2 separate regions of the Siniperca chuatsi genome follow, and region 2 is linked to region 1. The links are chromatin contacts, called in public Hi-C maps. All regions are on one chromosome and are shown on one strand. The core of a region is the stretch at or near the end of the contact, and the rest is flanking DNA. Distances in the headings are between cores, read along the strand shown.

The links. A called contact is a pair of places that touch in the nucleus more often than the background predicts.
Region 2: a Hi-C map of skeletal muscle shows a contact between it and region 1, with 11 times the contacts expected there. The contact joins the promoter of zfp36l2 here to the promoter of LOC122884456 in region 1. A contact is called at or near these places in 2 of 3 Hi-C or Micro-C datasets (skeletal muscle and an unstated tissue).

The regions. Positions count from the first base shown.
Region 1 is chrLG11:5,825,131-5,831,723 of ASM2008510v1, reverse strand. LOC122884456 (hydroxycarboxylic acid receptor 3-like) reads right to left here and starts at 3,505. Exons shown (of 2, transcript XM_044214411.1): 1 at 3,372-3,505; 2 at 707-2,325. The coding sequence starts at 2,249. The coding sequence ends at 1,257.
Region 2 is chrLG11:6,119,247-6,125,890 of ASM2008510v1, reverse strand. zfp36l2 (mRNA decay activator protein ZFP36L2) reads left to right here and starts at 5,162. Exons shown (of 2, transcript XM_044214730.1): 1 at 5,162-5,583; 2 at 5,809-6,644. The coding sequence starts at 5,494. It overlaps thada (thyroid adenoma-associated protein), which reads left to right. Exons shown (of 38, transcript XM_044214723.1): 37 at 679-848; 38 at 1,986-2,640. The coding sequence ends at 2,309.

The DNA.
Region 1 (6,593 bases), core at 2,256-4,755:
TGATTTGTCCCCCATCTGTTTCTATCTACCTTCTGTCTCTCTGTCTTTCTGTTTACCTACCCTCTTTCACAGGTATGCTGCCACATATTACCCTTTGGTCCATTTCAAACATTTGCATATTCATTGTATTGACTGTAATAGCTGTGCTGAAGCATCGTATGTCTTGTGTATTGTTAATGTGTACATGCTGTATTGATGTGCTCTGTGTAGAGCTGCAAGTGACTGTGGACAAGAACATCCTCCAAGAACGTAATAAAGTATCTATGACTAACATTATTTTCAAATTATACTATAATCCTTACCTGGCTCCAGACATCCGAATCACAGACCACATCTCTGATTTGCTCAGCGATACAGATATGAATGAAATGACTATGACTGAAGTGAAACAAAAGAGTGTACTGTAGCTCAATAATAAGATGTTATTAAGAAGAAGCAACCCTGTCAATTTAATACCTACCCATTAGTAATGAGATATAATTTGACTTTCGCTTCTGAATGGTTAATATCAACAGCCCAAATCTTAATTAATTATATTTCAAGAGCTATGTATTGTTTTTTGCCTTTGATAAACATTTAATAAAATATAATACAATAGCATTTTGTTATCCCTTCATTATCATAAACACCTCTGAGAATAGCATCAGTAGACATCCTATATAGAAAGAAATAGGTACAGTGAATGCCAACAAATTAACGCACACACTTACATTTTACTGCTTTTATTGACATTCACATCCATGAATATTGAACATTTGCAGGAACTCCACTGGTCACTGTATTTATTCTGATGTTATGGATGTTACAACAAAGCTCCCTGTACTTTGCACCAGTCAGGGCACTCCCCTGTAGCATTGCTGTCATCATCTAGGGGCATTACACAGACTAAAATATAAATACACATACTGTGGTTTAAATAAGCAGTGCGAAAGCATTCATGAGAGGTTAATACTTAATTCCCTCGTAAAATAAAAAACACTTAGTTACTCCAAACTAATCACTAGTCATGTCAAATATAGAATAGGAAACGAACATCAGCTAAGAGAAAACAAACTAGTCTTTTCCGTACTTTTAACCCTCTCCAGTGTTTTAGTTTACAAGCATTAGCCATATAGTTAATGTTCTCAATGCACTTATCAGAGTGGTTCAGCAGCTCCCTCAAGATTCTTCAACAATCTGAGGATTGAACCTACAACCCTGTTCTGGGGAAGTCTATCCATTTGAAAAAATATGTAATATTTTATTATTTCTGCCTTTCAGCAGTTACTAGCTGGGTTGTTGGCCGGTCTGACATTCTTTTTCTTAAAGCTGAAAGAGCTTTTGAGGGCATCAAGAAACATGGAGCTAGAGAAAGAGTAGATGACAGGGTCCAAAGCACTGTTGAGGTAGGTGAAGCCGATGCACATCATAAAGAGCTGGGTGATGAGATTGTAGGACGTGTCGTCCTTGGGGTAGAAATACTTGATGTACATCCCGCCTAAGCCTGTGACAATACTTGGCATGAAGCAGATGGTGAACACCAAACTGATCACCCCTACTGCTCGGATGGCCCTCCGTACCCTCTTCTGCCTGCCCATCTGCCGTTTGTGCAGGAAGCATGCAATCCGGGCTGAGCAGAACAGCAACAAGAACCAGGGCAGGAAGAATTCTGCAGTGAAGGCCACGTAGTGTACCTTTATCGCCAAAGGGATTACAATGTAGGAGTTGAAGCTGCGACACTGGGAGACGGTGCCACTCTGGTTGAGGAGGTTGTAGGTCACCAGCGGAATCCGAAGGGCGATCACAGCAATCCACATCAGGACTGCGAGCCAACCCGCCTGAGTTAAAGTCATACGGCTGATGCAGTGATGCGGATGGAGCACTTTAAAGTAGCGTTCCAGTGCCACAGCTGTCATGAACGCAATACTGGCAGAGCGATTGACAGCCAGCATGAAGAGGTTGATGCGGCACCAGACGTGTCCAAACACCCAGCAGTCCCCTCGGAGGTGGGTGTCGATGCGGAAGGGTACGCTGATGAGGAGCAGGAAGTCAGCTAGAACCAGGTTAAAGAGAAAGAGAGTGTGGGGTTTCCAAAATTTCATGCGGAAACAGAAAATCCACAAGGCTACTACGGTTCCTGGCAGGCCCACAATCACTTCAATGATCATGAAAAAAAGCAGGAACAAAGTTCCAAGGTCTTGGGTGGGTTGGCAATGCATGAAAATGGTAGTGTCATTTATCGACTCGTTGGTGCCAGTCATCAACTCCATTTCAGATATGAATGCAGTCTGATCACTCTGGTTTTTCCACTGCTTCTTATTTTCAGAAGATCTAATGTTCTTGAAACTTCCACAGAGGAGAGAATGAGAGAGAAAAACGTTTTAGACTTTGATATTTCATGGATCATATAGTTAAAGCAAAAGTTCAAAATTTTGGGAAATACACGCTGAGTGTTGCAGCGCTTATTCTCGAAGGTTTCTCCTTGATCTGCTGTGGCTTGGATTGTAAATCATTTGTACGTTTAGACAAAAGCATCTGCTAAATGAATATATGTAAATGTAAATACACTTATTCGCTTCCAACTTGCCAAGAGTGAGATGAGAAGACTGGTACCACTCTCATTTCTGTACATTTAATATGAAGCTACAGCCAGCAGCCAGTTAGCTTAGCCGAGCATAAAGACTGGAAACAGCTAGCCTGGCCCTGTCCGAAGGCAACAAAATCCACCTACCGGCAACTTCAAAGCTCACTAATTAAAATGCTATATTTCATGTTTAATCCGTTTCCTCCTGTTTCCTGTTTCCAGTCTTTCAGCTAAGCTATGCTAACTGGCTACTGGCTGCAGTTTCATATTTAGTGTACAGACATGAGAGTGGTACCGATCTTATCATCTAACTCTCAGCAAGAACGCAAATTGGCATATTTCCTGAAATGTCAAACTATTCTTTTAAGACAAGAAGGAGGTGTGTCTGTAACTACAGTAATTTCTGTCCCCGTGTGCCATGTACCTTAAAAATCAATTTTAGACTTTTTATAAAAAAATGTATCCGAACTTTCCATATGATAAAGCAGTGTTGTCAATTTTTACCTGAAAAAGCATAGAGTGACATTTAAGCCAAAGTTCTTGTTTCATACAACACAACATTCTTTCAGGGCTATAACAATATATGATAAAATGTGTGAAATTGTATGCCGACACAGTTTTGCTTTTTCCTATCTATACTCTACATCACTTCATATATAAATATAACATTGTATTGTTCAACTGCCTTCATATTGCGATGTTAGTCATGAGATACATCATGATAGTAAAAACGCTTTTGTCAGTCTTTTAAAGGTCTAAACTCAAAATGAGTGTGCAGTACAGAAAACGTTTAACTTCCAGCACTCACCAGCAGTCAACACTGAAATCCTTGGTTCCCTCTAAAAGACCTGAACACCCTCCTTCTCAGAGGTCAGAGTTGTCTTATTGATTGATTATCAGCAGACAAAGGCAATAACGTGTACAAATCGCTTTCAAGTAGTGTTTCAAGTGATCTAGTGGGACAAGATCTTCTGTATAAAAGCTGGCTTCCTCTGAGGGCATGTCACAACACGAGGATGGCCATGATGGTTCCAGGGAAAACAAACTGACAAAAGACAATCACTTCTGGTATTTGGGATCACAGTTGTATAATGTTGCATAATTGCATGTTTGTTGCGCTTTTTTGTCCTACTTTTTATACCAAAGAACCTTTATGGGAATATTGTATTGATGAATGAGAATTCATCATTTAAAAAACAGAAATTATTGCGAGACAATTATTTCTTGACAGAGATAGTTGTTGTTGTTGTTGTCGGTGATGACACTTATAACGCATACACACACCCACTTCCATTAATACTTTTATTAATGTTGACATAAAAAAAAAACTCTGCCTCTGTGTTCATAAGTATATCAATATCCTCATTTACACATTTCACTTCATTGATACATTTGTATCTACTGTATAATATGTGTTAATATTAAACAGTAATTCCAGTCTTGTATATGCATAGGTGTATACTGTAGGTACTGTACATATCAGTGCATATCTAGTAGCTACTGCCAATGGTACACTTCCATTGCAATAATTTACACTACCATTTGTGCTGTATTTTGTAAAATGTAAAATTTATATCTGACCTTTATACTATCATGCAGTGACATCAGAATTTCCACTTAGTTATGAAATTATAAAGTGTCAGTCTGCCCTATATGGTCTGGTCCTTTTCTGTCTCATATCATTTCATCACATCCACTGAACTTAATTTCGGTTTTGAAGTGTCACATCAAGTGTCTTATTTAGTGTCACCTGGCCACTTCTGGACTGATTGTATCATATTTCATTTCATCATAGCTCAATAATAAGATGTTATTAAGAAGAAGCAACCCTGTCAATGTAATACCTACCCATTAGTAATGAGATATAATTTGACTTTCGCTTCTGAATGGTTAATATCAACAGCCCAAATCCTAATTAATTATATTTCAAGAGCTATGTATTGTTTTTTGCCTTTGATAAACATTTAATAAAATATAATACAATAGCATTTTGTTATCCCTTCATTATCATAAACACCTCTGAGAATAGCATCAGTAGACATCCTATATAGAAAGAAATAGGTACAGTGAATGCCAACAAATTAACGCACACACTTACATTTTACTGCTTTTATTGACATTCACATCCATGAATATTGAACATTTGCAGGAACTCCACTGGTCACTGTATTTATTCTGATGTTATGGATGTTACAACAAAGCTCCCTGTACTTTGCACCAGTCAGGGCACTCCCCTGTAGCATTGCTGTCATCATCTAGGGGCATTACACAGACTAAAATATAAATACACATACTGTGGTTTAAATAAGCAGTGCGATAGCATTCATGAGAGGTTAATACTTAATTCCCTCGTAAAATAAAAAACACTTAGTTACTCCAAACTAATCACTAGTCATGTCAAATACTAGTCTTTTCCGTACTTTTAACCCTCTCCAGTGTTTTAGTTTACAAGCATTAGCCAGTGTATAACTAGTGCATAACTATTTTAGCTACTTTTTGTGTGTGGACTTGCACTGAACTTAATTTCGGTTTCGAAGTGTCACATCAAGTGTCTTATTTAGTGTCACCTGGCCACTTCTGGACTGATTGTATCATATTTCATTTCATCTTAGCTCATCTCGAATTATCTCATTTCATTTAAACACATCTCATCTACCTCACCTCAACCCATTATACCCGTCTCAGGTCATCTCATCATACCTGTGCAACCCAACTCCTCTCACCTGATCTCAAATCCTCATGTAATCCTATCCAACCTCATCTTATCTCATCTTATCTTATTTTGGATTTTGTAACACCACCTCACCTCATTTTGACCCATTTCATCTTATCTCACATCAATGTCATGTCATTTCATCACATCTCATTACTGTATACAGTGTAGTGTATACAGTACAATTTTCTATTGTATTTTCTACTAGAACACTTTACACATCCAGCTGTGTGTATGTTGGGATGTAGACAGTGTTTTGGGAAAATAAAGACTACTGTACATGTAGTAAGTGTAACACTAGACGTGCAAAAGACCCATTACATTTCATGATAAGGCATTCATACTAGTGTTTTCCATTCATGATAGTGTTTTATATTGAGCACATCAATGTTCAATTGGTTTTTAGAAATGTATTAGTAATCATATTTTTTCATAATTATTAAACCTTTATTTAACCAGATAAGATGATGGTGTGTGTGTTTCATTTTGCAGGAGATCAGTAGAGTTTTGCAGACATGAGGTGTGCTTTCTGAAAACAATAGAAGAACTGTGATTTCAATCTAATTTGAGTCCATTCAGTTTCCCATACCAAACGGACTCAACATTGATCATAAGTGATTTGAAAAGGGCAGTGAGTGAAGGCTCTCTGTGCTTACTGAGAGAGAACATGTTAATTTCCCTAGCCAAATTTTCTTTGGTGACAATTCAGTATGCAACAATGCAACACACACACACACACAGAGTCAGCCGAGCTCTTCGCTGTCCGACCTTTGTCAGCTCGATAACTTTATGGTCATTGACTCCCATACAGCGGCGCAGTCCCCCTTCCAAGCCCTAAAGGTGTGTTTACTAGAATCACTGGACTCTGATCTACAGGTCCGCCATTCATCCAACTGTTTTATTAGAGTACGCACAAAACAAACACACAGGACTAAGCAGTGGCACCACGTCAGGACCGACATCTGCTTTCAGAGACACTTTATGGTTACATTGCATGCTGTGCATGAGTGAAACTGTACTGGTAGAGCTCTGCATCCATTATACAGCGTGTGTTTATATGTGTGTTGGCTGCTTTCTCAGCACAAGTCTTGCTGTAAGTGCTTAGTGAGTAAATTCTAGTTACTCATTTTTATAACTGCAGATGAATGACTACTAACAATCTGGTGTCGTACATATCTTTACTGCAGCCAAAACCGAAAGACCTGCAATAACTTTGCAACTCAAACATATCACTCTTATGATAATGTTTGTGTTATTTGTACATTCATAAATAACATTCACAACCTTTTGAATAATTTTTTCCCAGATTTTTTTCTG
Region 2 (6,644 bases), core at 3,913-6,412, 290 kb before region 1:
ACTCAGCCGTGGTAACCAGGTTTCTCTATTTTTTTTAGCCTGATAGAAGAATCCAGGCTCTCTTAAACATGACTTTTAAAACATCAGGTTTCTGCAGACTGCTAGCAAGAACTTGGTGTGACTTACATGCATGTAAAAGCAGAGTGATAGAAGCGATTAATGCTAATACTCCCCAAAGGGGAAAAAAAACTTGGAGTCAGTTGCACTTAACCTCTCTTAAGTTCAAACTTAGCCTAGTCATACTGTAAGTGTAAGTGTTTACTAAGTGGAGATCTGCACATCACTAAATTAAAACACAAAATTATTTCATAGAGATTAGTTTTCACATAGTATTTACACTTAATAACTGTCAGGTATAACTGTCAGCTTACTTAGCTTAAACGAACAAAACGAACATTAGCTAGCTAATATATGACCCATTTAGATTGAAAAGACATGATAAAAGGATATAGACGACACTTCTGATCTGACACTTGATTAAAATGCTGTTTAATAATGATATTTGAAAAAATAACACAGACCTCAAATTACAAAACACATGCACCAAAGCTGTTTGTGATTTGGACAAAGATTGTTCACTCATATTCTCTGCGTCTATAAACAATTTTTTTTTTATGTCTTAAGTGTAAAACACTGTTTACAGCCTTTGTGTGAACACCTGGTCTCTTCCGTCCTCAGATGTGGCAGGTGTGTTCGTGTGTCCTCCCGTAGCCCTGGACTCGGGCGTGGGGCTCCTGTGTCAGCTGTTTGAGCTGTGGCGGCAGGTACCCGCGGGTGTCCTCGCTTTGACGGAGTGGCTGCTGGGAGAGGAAGAAGATGCGGCAGTTGCAGATGAAGCTTCCAGCCTGGTGAGAATCTGTCGTGTGACTCGAGTGAGATACTTAAGTGTCCAGGAATGTGTCTTATTGACCTCAGAGCAGATACATATTGACAACTAACGTTGTTACGCTGTGGTACAAGAACATCACAAATAGTACAAAGGAAACAGTGCAACATGTTTGCAAGACAGCAGACTACATGTACTTGCAGTAATTTCCATCAAGTCAAAACTGTCACGGTTTCATTTTTTATGACTAAAACCACTAAGGCAACAGTTGAGCTAGTGTTAAAGGAACAACATTTTTAAAAACATCATTATCACTACGTTTTATAAAAAAACATTGGTTGACACTATATTAAGCCTGTGATTCAAGTTGGTTGGACGTGGTCTCTGTAAAGTTTGGAATCCCAGGGAAAGATAGCACTAGATTTTTTTTTTTTTTTTTTTGCTCTTGTTTTGTTCTGCTCACAGTAGAAGTCAAAATAACTGAGTTCTTGCAGCCACCAAGGTTTCTGCTCTCCAACCGCACTTTGTTTAGCCGCCTGTTTAGTTTTGGTTCTTGTTTAATTGGTCGTCTCTTTCTATTTAAGACTTAGAAGGCACCCTGTTAGACAGCTAAGAGGCATTGGAGGACATAACTTTGAGCAAAGTAACAGTTCTAGAGAGAATTTTAGCATCTTTGAGCTCATTGTTTTGGTTTTCCAGCCTTACGTTTTGGTTCACTCTCACCGTTCTCATCGACCCCAGTTCCAGCCGCAGCAGGCAGCTGTTTTCAGAAAAGAAAAGTTGTGATATAAACCCACTGTACACTACCTGCCCAGCACCAAACAACAGTCAGACAAAGTTTGTGACTAGCTGGTGAACACTGTGACGCATTTAGCAGCTAAAGAGCCACATATTTCCCTCAATGTGTCAAGTGTGTGGAAACAAAGCCAAAAGGAGAGTGAATATTGAACTTGCATTTGTCAGGTGGCCAGAAACACAACTCCAGATGAATGCTAATGTTGCTCCGTGTCTGATGTGTGAATAGGCAACAGTTTCATCATATCAACTTTTTATGTGTCTATGTTGTGTTTACAGCCTGTTCTTCTGCCCCCAAGTGGCCAAAATAATACTGATTTAAATCAACATCGAGTAAATTGACTCCTGTTTTACTTGTGACCAGGATGAAGAGGACTTCCTGTTCGAGAAGGGGGATCTGAACCTGTGGGCCGAGCCGGTCCAGTGGGTGAAGCTGCTTCACAGACATCTTGGCTCCCTCATCCTGACCTTCAAGCAGACCCAGGCCCCAGGAATCTCAGGGCCGGACCAGGTTCACCAAATCCATACACTGTCAACTCAGGCCCAAACCATGGCACTCAGCTCCCGGCAGGCCCTGGACTCCCTCCCTGCCCTGCCCCAGTTTTCCTGCACCATGGAGCACGCCCGGCTGGTGCTGCAGCACCAGAGGGCCACTCTAGCTCTAGATGTGCTGGAGAGGCTGAGGTAGAGGAGTCAGCAGTGTTTGGCTCTAATAGCACCACATTTTTTATTTTAGTGAAAATTGTTTGAGTCAGGGTTCCTAATATTAAACTAAAGGATAAGTTATCAGATAAATAAACAACACATGAGACCACAGACTGGCCTTGTGGTCACGTCTTTTTATTATCAAATCAAGGGAATGAAGAAAACAATAGGATGTTTTTACTCTGAACTTCTCTCTTATGTTGTCTTACAAATGTTGCCCTCATTGATTACCAGATGTGTTTTTCGTTTTTGTCATCATTTTTATGATTACTGTTCCTTGATGTCTTTTTAATTAAATGTCGGAAATGACTGCATTCTTGATTCCAATGTTCTGTTTTCCCTAAAAGGAAAGGCATAAAGTTGAATGTCGCACTTCCTTAATGTTAATAACTTTGACAGGAGAGAGAAAAAAATAGACAATAATAATATTAACACTGTGTGAATATGCGTGGAGAAGTCTGGCCGTTTGTGAAGCCATAACAATAATTCAACCCGAGCTTGTGCAAAACAACACTCGATGCACTGTTCTCTTATCAGTGGGAATGTGTCACACGGCAAACTTCAACAGTGTCAGTACTGAGTACACAGACCGTTCTGCTTTCTCCACATCTACCAGGGATTTAAGGTTGGAACAAAACAACTCAGCGCCTAAAGCTTCGAGCACTAACTTCAATGGTGCGATTGTGCAGCAACTGAGCTTTATGTCCGAGGCATGGCATTGTGAAAGCAAGTGTTTTCTCTGACACGTCACCAAAGTTGTATTTCAGTATATGCTTTGACTTCTACTATATGTTTATACGAGGTGTTATTTTCCTGTGATATTTAATTTACTGCAGGATTCTACCCATTGGACTGTGTTTTTATGCTTCCCTCTACTTTTCCTGGTTATGTAATTAGGAGGACGGCACAATGGACTACTGTCCTCTCTGTGTGTGTGTGTGCGTGTGTGTATGTGTGTGTGCGTGCATACGGATTCATGCTGCCCTTTCTTACAGCTGGACCCTTCTCCCTCCCTGGTAGCCATGTTCCCTGTTACAGTAAAACTGATGTAATGTTTTGGAACAACTCAACATCCCCCAATAAAAACAGAGCCGTGTGATGGGAGAGCGGTTTCTGCGGACGAGGACATGTTCAAGGGATTTCTCAGGAGCCTCCCTGTGTCTGTCCTTCACATTAAACTATTTATCACAACTTACAAAGCGCAAATAGTCCTGGGGCAGCCCTCAGCCTAATTTTAGGGTTGGTAGTAGTAGATTCCAAGCTCTTATGTCACTTGTTTTTCGCCTATTGCTATTTCCCCTTCTTTTTTTTTTTCTTTTTTTTTACCTCCCTCCCTGCTTCTACAAACCAAACCATTCAGCACTTAAGAGAATATTGAATCATGTCACATAATGAAAAATCATTTTTATAACCACTCTTCCAATTATGATCCTATATGGAAAAGACTTAATGGTTACCAGTGTCGCAGAAACCCGGCAATTTCTGTTGATATGTGCTGCACAAAGTTTTTACACCCTCCTGACCAAAATATCTGCCTTGTGGAGCCCTGATATAGAGCCCCGTCCTCTGCTGCCAACTCCACAATCTTTCCACTGTGGTTTTTAAAACTTGACATAACTCCAAGAGTAGAGTGGAGTAGTTTGACATTTTCATCCTGGGAAGGTTACATCATGTTGAGACAGGGGCAGCTCATTGCAACCGCACTGCACTCTTTGACTTTACAAAGGGAAGGGACTGTGGCGACTGGGTGGAAATTGACAAAACATCTCTAAACATGGATGCTTCTCTGTGTTTGGAAGTCTACTTTATCCTCTCTGTGAAAAGATGAGGCAGGACAATTTCTCCTTATATATATATATATAAAAAAAAAAAAAATGACATTATTGCAGCCAAATGGGCCTGAATGAAATCTTCCTCCGGCTCTGCTCAGTAGGTGGCGCCTCAGTCTTTCCCAGTCAATTTCCCATTTTGCTCTCACGGGGGCAGTGTTGCTCCGCTGTACCACATGAAAACCACATTCCTGCAGTCCTGGCTCGGAGATGGGGGGGGAAACAAGCTAGGGAGGAACTCAGAGGAGTGGTTTTAAAAAAAGATTTAATCAGAGTAAATCCGTTTTGTGTTAATGACTCGGCATGTTGTGCTTTAGGAGTGACAGATTTCTAATATGATGTTAAAGTCAACATCTTGAAGTTTAGGTTTGAAACAATACACGAGGAGGTCATGTGAGCAGAGTAGGCATTAACTGTCTATTTTGCCATGTGTAGTAGACTGGAATAGGCTGCTGTTGCACTGTGGAAGTTGATTATGCAACCAGTGGATTCTAAAAATTGTACTGCACTCTGCCTGGACTCCTCTCCGCTCATTCTTGTGGTCTCACCCCATCCACAGGGAGAGAGGGGGAGGGAGGGAGAGGCAGCATTTCCTTCCATTACAAATACATGTCAGCTTCCAAATGTGGTGGTCCAGAGGCTAGAGGGGTGGCCTTGTCACTGGTAGGTCGCCGGCTCAAACCCCAGGACTTTGCTGGGGGTAGGGCGCAGGGGAGAAACCATTTCCCTTTCATTGTAATGCAGTCGTGGAGCTTTTGAGCAAGGCACCCAGCCTCCAAACGTACTGCTTCAGTTAGAGGATCAGGGGTATGTGCAGCTTGCATGCGCAGTAACGTCACTTGATGGTTCGACATTCTTTCTCAGCGAGAGCCAAGCCAAAAAGCAAAACCAACTTCCACAAAATTGGTTGTGTGATTTAAGAAAAGAAAAAGTTTTGAGGGGTGTGAGGAGGGATGGGGGTGCTGGGGTTGGATTTCAAGGCGTGGTGTTAAAGAATAGGCGGCCAACCGGTGAATGGAAGTTGTTTCGGAGAGGAGGGGAGGAGGCGGCTCCTCGCAAAGGTTTGCACCGACTAAACTTCGCCCCTCCCCGGCCACCGCCAGGCATTTATACCCATGCGAAAAGGCTCGAGCGCACAGTGAAGCACTCTGGTTCAGCGCTTCTCGAGGGGAGGAACTAAAGCCACCTACAACTCAACAATACAAACCTAGCCCCCCCTTTCCCCCCCATCTTCTACGGACTTAAACTGCAAACTTTTAAAGCAACTTTTCCACAACCAAAAACCAGTCGTGGCACAAACTACCACCCGTCGCATTCAAGGATCCTGGTCGGTCCTCCATGAAAGAGGGAGTGCGGCAGCAAACTTGGGGAAAAGAGATGTCTGCGACCGTCTTGTCTGCTTTCTACGACATGGACATGCTTTACAAGGTAAAAGTTTGACAAGATATGGGGAGTTTTTCGTAGTGCATCCAGGGTGAAGCACTTAAGCATAGCTGAATCAGCGTGCTTCAACTTCAGTGGAGTTAGCATGTGTTCAGCGGCAACAAGTTACATTGCAGGCAAACAGAGTTGTCTCATACATGCCATGTGGTCAAAATAGTAGCATAATTGGTGCCTGAAGTACATTGCTAACTCGTCTTTTCTTTCCTACAGCAAGATAAAAGCATGAACATGAACGCCCTCCACATCAACAGCATGCTGGACAAGAAAGCGGTGGGGGCTCCAGTCACGACTCCGGGCTCCGGTGGTTCCTTCACACCGGGATTTTTCCGCAGAAACTCAACCAGCAACGTGGAGGCGATGAACAACGGCAACAAATACTCGATGGGCTCCTACAGCAGCCTGAAGGAGAACACACCGAGCAGCAACAGCAGCGCCACGGCCCTCATGAACAAGGAGAACAAGTTCCGCGACCGCGCTTACAGCGAGAACGGAGACCGGGGCGTGTTGCAGCAGAAGCCCGGCTCTCAGATCAACTCCACCCGCTACAAGACCGAGCTGTGCCGGCCCTTCGAGGAGAACGGCTCGTGCAAGTACGGGGAGAAATGTCAGTTCGCTCACGGCTACCACGAATTGAGGAGCTTGTCCCGCCACCCTAAGTACAAAACGGAACCGTGCCGCACCTTCCACACCATCGGTTTCTGCCCGTACGGTCCCCGGTGTCACTTTATCCACAACGCCGACGAACGCCGGCCCGCTCCGGCCGCCAACGCTAACGTGCAGGCGGGGGAGCCCAGGTCGGCTCGCGAGCTGTGCGGCTACGGTCACAGGGAGGTCCTGCCGCCGCAGCAGCTTGGCTACATCCAGAGGGACAGACCAAAGCTTCACCACAGCCTCAGCTTCTCCGGCTTCTCCACCCACCACGGACTCGAGTCTCCCCTGCTCGACAGCCCCACGTCCAGGACCCCACCGCCACCCACCACCGCCTCCTCCTGCACCTCCGTCTCCAGCTTCTACGAGGAGGTACTTTCTCCCAACTCTATGTCCTG